2 separate regions of the Sus scrofa genome follow, and region 2 is linked to region 1. The links are chromatin contacts, called in public Hi-C maps. All regions are on one chromosome and are shown on one strand. Each heading gives the region's core, a stretch centred on a gene start, on an enhancer-like site or on the middle of the called end of the contact. The rest is flanking DNA. Distances are from core to core; before and after follow the strand shown.

What was found. A called contact is a pair of places that touch in the nucleus more often than the background predicts.
Region 2: a Hi-C map of fetal liver shows a contact between it and region 1, with 1.7 times the contacts expected there. The contact joins the promoter of MIP here to the promoter of ESYT1 in region 1. A contact is called at or near these places in 1 of 5 promoter capture datasets (fetal liver), 8 of 47 Hi-C or Micro-C datasets (alveolar macrophages, embryonic fibroblasts, fetal liver and 5 more) and 2 of 2 datasets of contacts at active chromatin or transcription factors (alveolar macrophages and skeletal muscle).

What each region holds. Positions count from the first base shown.
Region 1 is chr5:21,516,252-21,519,390 of Sscrofa11.1, reverse strand. ESYT1 (extended synaptotagmin-1) reads right to left here and starts at 1,435. Exons shown (of 32, transcript XM_003126262.4): 1 at 938-1,435. The coding sequence starts at 1,321.
Region 2 is chr5:21,803,685-21,806,806 of Sscrofa11.1, reverse strand. MIP (lens fiber major intrinsic protein) reads left to right here and starts at 1,843. Exons shown (of 6, transcript XM_021092895.1): 1 at 1,843-1,973. It overlaps SPRYD4 (SPRY domain-containing protein 4), which reads right to left and starts at 2,462. Exons shown (of 4, transcript XR_002344303.1): 1 at 2,308-2,462; 2 at 1,231-1,940. It overlaps GLS2 (glutaminase liver isoform, mitochondrial), which reads left to right. Exons shown (of 18, transcript XM_003481629.4): 18 at 1-402.

The DNA of each region.
Region 1 (3,139 bases), core at 186-2,685:
GGGCTACAAGTCCTGTGGGACCATTTCTCCCGAGTCCAGGGTCTGGGAAGCTTGACTCTCTCTGCCTAGTGTCAACTTTGATTCCCCCTAGAGTGGCACTTCTGCTGGGAGGAGCAGGAAGGGAGGGCCGGGGAGGGGCCAGGTAACGGCTCGGCCTCTGCAAGGCCTGAGCCATCTGAGTTCCTCACCACGAGATAGGGGGTTGTAGGAATAGGGTCCTGGCCCCAACCAAACAAGCCAAGCGCAGCCCAGTCCGGAAAAGGGTGGGGCCGGGGCGGTGGAGTGTGGGTAGCGGGCACTGCAGCAGTCGCATTACCCTCCCCCCCAGCACCCCGCCCTTTGTCCAGCAGCCGCCTCCGCTGCGCTGCGGCCAGGCCGCCTAAGGCTGGAAGACGAGGGCCTTAGGGTGCGTCCAGGTGCGGGGGGCCTCGACGGGGCAATGCTCCCGGGATACCCGAGGACAAGAGCGGGAAAGGGAGAACAACCTTATCGGCTTAAATAGGTTAAAAGAAAAAAAAAAAAATCTTGGGGAAGACAGGAAAGATGAGGGCACCCTCTGAGCGGGACTGGGGATGCCCAAGAGTGAGTGGCACCAGAAACGAGGAGGGGCCTTTGAGCGGCTTGGTTGAGGGAAGAGCCACGGCTGAGACGGGCTCCCCAGATGTTATTACTGCTCTTGCCCAAGCGTAGAGGAAGAAGTCTTGATTCCATGAAAGAATCGGGATCCGGGCGTGCGGAAAGGGGGAGGGGGGATAATGAACAGTAGGTCCCAAGAGTGGCGCGTCCCAGAAGGCAGGCGGTTAGCGGGCCACAGGGGAAAGTCTGGGGCCCATCAACCCAAGGTGGGAAGCTGACTTTAGGGATAGGCAGGAAGAGCCCTAGGACTGAGGGGCCAAAGGGGGTTATGCTGCACCGAGGACTGAGGGTGGTCGCTCACCCAGGCAGGTAGCTCTCGCTGGCTCATGTAAAGAGTTTTCGCCGTGAGCCGCTCCTCATCCTCCAGGAGCTGCTGCGCTACTCGAAGGCTCCGTTCTTTCTCCTCGCGGACCCGGCGCCAGCCCAGGTAGAGGGCGAGGCCGAAGAGCACGAAACCCACGCTGAGTCCCATGGCCCCGGCTAGGTACACCGGCACCAGCACCAGCAACCGCCGCCCGAAGGAAGTCAGCACAGCCAGGGCCTCACCCGCCGCGCCTGGTCCAGCAGGTTGGTTCCCAGAACTCTGGTCCGGCTTTGTGGGAGCAACGGGGGGCTGGTCAGGGGGGTCGGAGGGAGCGTAGGGTTGGTCCACGGGACTGGAGCGGTCTCCAGGAGAGCGCTCCATGGTGCCGCCTCTGGGAGGACACGCCCGGCCCAGAGACCGACTAGAGGTTGCCTAGCCTTGCGACCAGCTCCCCTCTTACGAACCAAAAACCCCAGAATGGGGGAGGGGACTTAAAGCCACGCCCCCTCATCCTGATGGTTCGGGTTGGTCCGCGCCGCATAGACCAAGGTGGAGTCAAACGCTCGAAGCCCCGCCCCCTTCCGCGGGTAAGGGAAAGGGCTCGGGAGAGGCAGGACCTTGCTGATTGGACCAGAGTGCCAAGATGAGCGGTGTGGGATGGCGGGAAAAGAAGGAAAAAGGCTAAAGAGCAGCATATGATTAGCTAGAAAGAGAAGGAGGCGCGGCGTACCATTTAAAGGAGAGAGGCGGGACCGGGAGCTCCCCCACGTGGGATTGGAGTGCCTGTGGTATGACGTCATGCAGAGCCGCACCGCCAATTACTTCGTATTGGAGGCAGCTGGAGTCGCGAAGTTGAGGGGTTGTGGAGGGTCGGGATTCCCTTACACACCATTCGGACAATTTGGGCAGGATTTGGCCTGGAAATCCTACATGTTCATTTGTCAGCTTTCCCTAGTTTTCATACTTTAAGCACATTCCTTATCCTTCCCTTTTTTTTTTTTTCTCGCTGTCCTTACAAAAGGAAAGGAAATTACCCTATTTGGAATGAAAGTGTTGATGACTGACCCTGTCTATCCTGTTCCCAGTCCTCTACCTGGTCTATGGGTTGCAGCGACAGACTGGAGAAAACGAGAATCGGAGAATTAAGGGTTGAGATAATCCAGCCTTCAGGCAACAGAAGGGAAAAAAAAAAAAGGGAGTGAATAGGAAGTGAAGATTTATTTTCCTTTAGAAATCTCTTCAGTTCATTCTATCTCCAAGAGTTAATCATCTCTGTTTTAAAGATTAAAATTAAATTGGCTGGTGGGGGGCGAGGGGGCTCAGCTGCAGCAGAAACGATTACATTTTCCAAGAATTTCCTGACCCTTGACAACGGCTAGGACACTGAAGTGGGAAATCCGGAGTTCCAGTCGTGGCTCAGTGGTTAACAAACTCGACTAGTAACCATGAGGTTGCCTATCCGATCCCTGGTCTTGCTCAGTGGGTTAAGGATCCCGCATTGCCGTGAGCTGTGCTGTAGTTCTCAGACGTGACTCAGATCCCTCCTGGCTGTGGTGCAGGCTGGCAGCTACAGCTCCAACTTGACTCCTAGCCTGGGAACCGCCATATGTCACAGGTGCAGCCCTAAAAAGACAAAAAAAAAAAAAAAAAAACCAAAAAACCCCAAAAAACAAACAAAAAAAACACAACCAATAAAATGGGAATCAAGGGTAAAGAGACAATCCTGTTTCTCATTTGCCTGAGTTATAAGGAAGGTTTAGAATACAGTCAGATGTAGAACTAAATTCTACATTGCACTGCAGGTTTAGGAAGGACAAAATGCAGGGTACATTAATGAGGACTAGTGACAATGGTTAACTGGACTTAGAGGTGGAATGTTGTCCAGGCACTTAGAAACTGGACTGATTGGAAGCCCAGAAGGGACAGATGGGTCATAGATAATTACCTTTTAATGCAATATATGTGTGCCTTGTATTAACTGTTTGATCTGCAGCTATTAGATTTTATCTGGCTCTGCAGGGCAAAGATTTCGTCAGGGTGTGTTTCATCAAAACTGTTTATAACCTATCCCTGACCAGGCTTCCTCACTTAATCTTAAATTTTCTCACTTCCCTTTCTCTCCTGAAACTAACAGTATCTAAACTGCCTTTTTTCAGTTTGCAGAACTGTACAAGGAGCAATTTTCTATCTGCCTCCTAT
Region 2 (3,122 bases), core at 594-3,093, 290 kb before region 1:
CACTTAACACATAACCACCAAATGCTACAGAGAGCTGTGCTGCTTCAGTGAGGACCAAGACTTAGGCCAGTGCTTTCTGAGAGTCAAAATACCCCATTCCCTTGGCAGACAGAGCTTAGAGAAGTGCCTTTGTGGACACCTGATGTAGAATTATCCATGGAGACTGTGGGCTTCTTCAAGGGACAAGCCAATAGCTTAGCCCACTCTGAATCATTCCAGGTCTTTACCCAGGTCCCCTCCTCTGAGAGACAGAAGAGGGAGGGAGGGAGGGAGAGGGGCAGGCTTTAGTAGTCTGGAGAGATGTGCCCTCCTTAGCTAGGAAATGCTGCTGCTACCACTAAGAGCAATTTTATAGACAGAGAAAGTATTTTGTGCTCAAATAAACTTTAATTACACAAATCATTTTTGCTAGACCCAGTCCTTCTCTTTCTCTCCTAGGGGCATCCAGCTGCATCACCATCATAAAGGTAGAATAAGATGGAACCACAGGGTCAGAAAAAGCCCAACAATACATATTTTACATACATACTCACCCCACAAAGTTTTCCTCAATCCCAAATACTGCTTTAGGTTAAGTGTATTCTGCTGCCAAGTAAATGCTTGGGTCTGGGCAGGCCCCAAAATGGACTGTGCAAGACCTCAGGCCTCCCTCCTCCCTCTGGAAGTTACAACTATAGCAGAAATGAAGACAGAACTTCTCAAGAATAAAGTTTCTAGCACTAATCCCCTCAGCATCCCCCAAGTGTCTCTTCCCCCCAGTCATGATTTTAACTGGCCCAATGACTACAAGACTGACCAGGCGTTAGAGGTTTACAAATTAAGGCAGATGGACTCGGGGTGAGAAGAGCTACAGCTGTGTGGGGCTGAGAGTCTGTAACATTGAGATATAGAAAGGAAGGCTGTTAACATTCTGACACAGTCTGTAAAGCACTTTCTGAGGGAGCCAGAGCCCAGACTCTGTGTACTGTACAGAAAGGGCCAAGTCATTGACTGCACCACTCCTTCAGCCAGAGGTAGAAAGGATTTACTCTGGAGAGATTCCGTAGAGCCCCCAAAACAAGTTATGTGTGGGCAAAGGGAGGAAGAGGTAGCACAGTGATGAATAAATTCTAACAAAGCTGAAAGGTAAGACTCCAGGACTGAATACAGTCTGAGAAAGTACATTCATGGTAGCCTAGGAAATTGGCAGTAGTTTGGGGGAGGGGAGAGGGTGGCTGGCTGTATGCCTACCTTTCACAGGACGGGAAACAAAGACGACTGAGATATTGCACAGAGGACCTGTCACTGAACTAGTGACAGGTGGGAGCTGGTACTTGCTTGGGCCACAATTAAAAGGTTTCGGACACTTTTTGAGCAGGAGGCTGGCCAAGAGCATGATTAGGGACTTCAGTGATGGACATATTAGAGGCCTTCTGGTACCTCAAGCCCTGAGTGAGTCAGCAGTTCTCCATCCCAAAGGGCAAAGGCAGGCACCACTGGACCCCGGAAATCTGTCTGTAGTGTATGGACCACAGCAACCCGGTTCACATCCACCAGGCTCAGCTTCTGGGCCTCATACTCCAGCAGCAGCCCCACCTTCTCTGGCTGCCCAATGCCCTCAATAGGGGCCTTCTCGTTGGCCAACATGGTGTGCCACTTGCGCTGGGCATAGGTGAACACCCAGGAACGGTCGTCAACACCGATGCAGCTATCCCGGGACATGTCCACATCTGCCACTCCTATCCGGAATTGCTGTGAGCGCTTCACTGTCACCTCCCAGTAGTGTCTGCCACTGGTGATCGCTGTGTCTGCCAACACCACTGCCCACTCCCGGAAGCGCTCCACATTCAGGGCCAATTTTGTGGGCTCCAATCCCACCATGCCATATTTGACACCTGTGTCACTTTTGAAGAGGGCCAAGCTGCTGTGGGCTGTCTTTTCTTCCAGTTTGAAACTGACGCCTGCCGGGCAGAGAAGAGAAACGGGATAATGAGGTGAGCTAGAACTCTAGAGCTAGCGACATACACATATTCTGATCTGAAGCAGACAGTCATGAGATTACCAGGAAACGTGAATCAGAATTTCAAGCGAGAACGACAGTGGGGGCACTTTAGTATGGATAGCCCAAGAAGCCGAAAAGCTTGGACTGGGAAAGCCCTAGAATTTAAGGAAACCAGAGAAGGTCCCAAGTTTGGAATCTCAAGACCAACGCAGATGGGGGAGGGGAAACGAATCGAAGGGACTGGAGTTGTTTCTCTGAGCAGGCTCTAAGAATAACAGACCGAAACTACCTTGGAAGTGAAAGAGAATAAAAGGGGGTAATCCTACCTCTGCGGGTTTCCGCGGCAGCAATCCCTAACCTTTTGGCTCCCCAGCGGCACAGGCACAGTGGACGTGCAAAGGGCAGCGCCATCTTGCGCTCCGGATGAAGAGGACACGCCCCCCATCTGAGACCCTGCTTTCCTCCCGCGGGTTCCCATCACACGTTGCGCGCAAGGGGCGTCGCGCGGTGTGATGACGTAGGGGAGCCAGCGCCTGGCAGGGAGCCGCCATTTTAGTGAGTTCTGTTTGGTTTCACCCGTGCTTGGTCCAATTTATAAAGTTTTTCTGCAGAGAGGAAAGCTGCTCACGTTTTAACTAAATAGGATCTTTAGAAAAAGGATGTAGCAAAATGGCTAGACGTACAGATCTTAGAATTAAACAGTAATTAGGAGTTCCCGTCGTGGCTCAGTGGTTAACGAATCCGACTAGGAACCATTCAGTTGAGGGTTCGGTCCCTGCCCTTGCTCAGTGGGTCGACGATCCAGCGTTGCCGTGAGCTGTGGTGTAGGTCGCAGACGCGGCTCGGATCCCGCGTTGCTGTGGCTCTGGCGTAGGCTGGCAGCTACAGCTCCGATTCGACCCCTAGCCTGGGAACCTCCATATGCCGCGGGGAGCGGCCCAAGAAATGGCAAAAAGACAACAACAACAACAAAAAAGAATTAAGCAATAATTGGATTCGAACCCGGCTCCTCTGTTTGGCTTTGGGCAAATCAGTTAACTTCTCTAAGCCTTAATGGTTTCACTTGTAGAACAGAAAAATGTCTAGCCGTCAGGCCCTAGTAAAAATTAAACCAGAGAACAATCTAGGATACATCTTGACA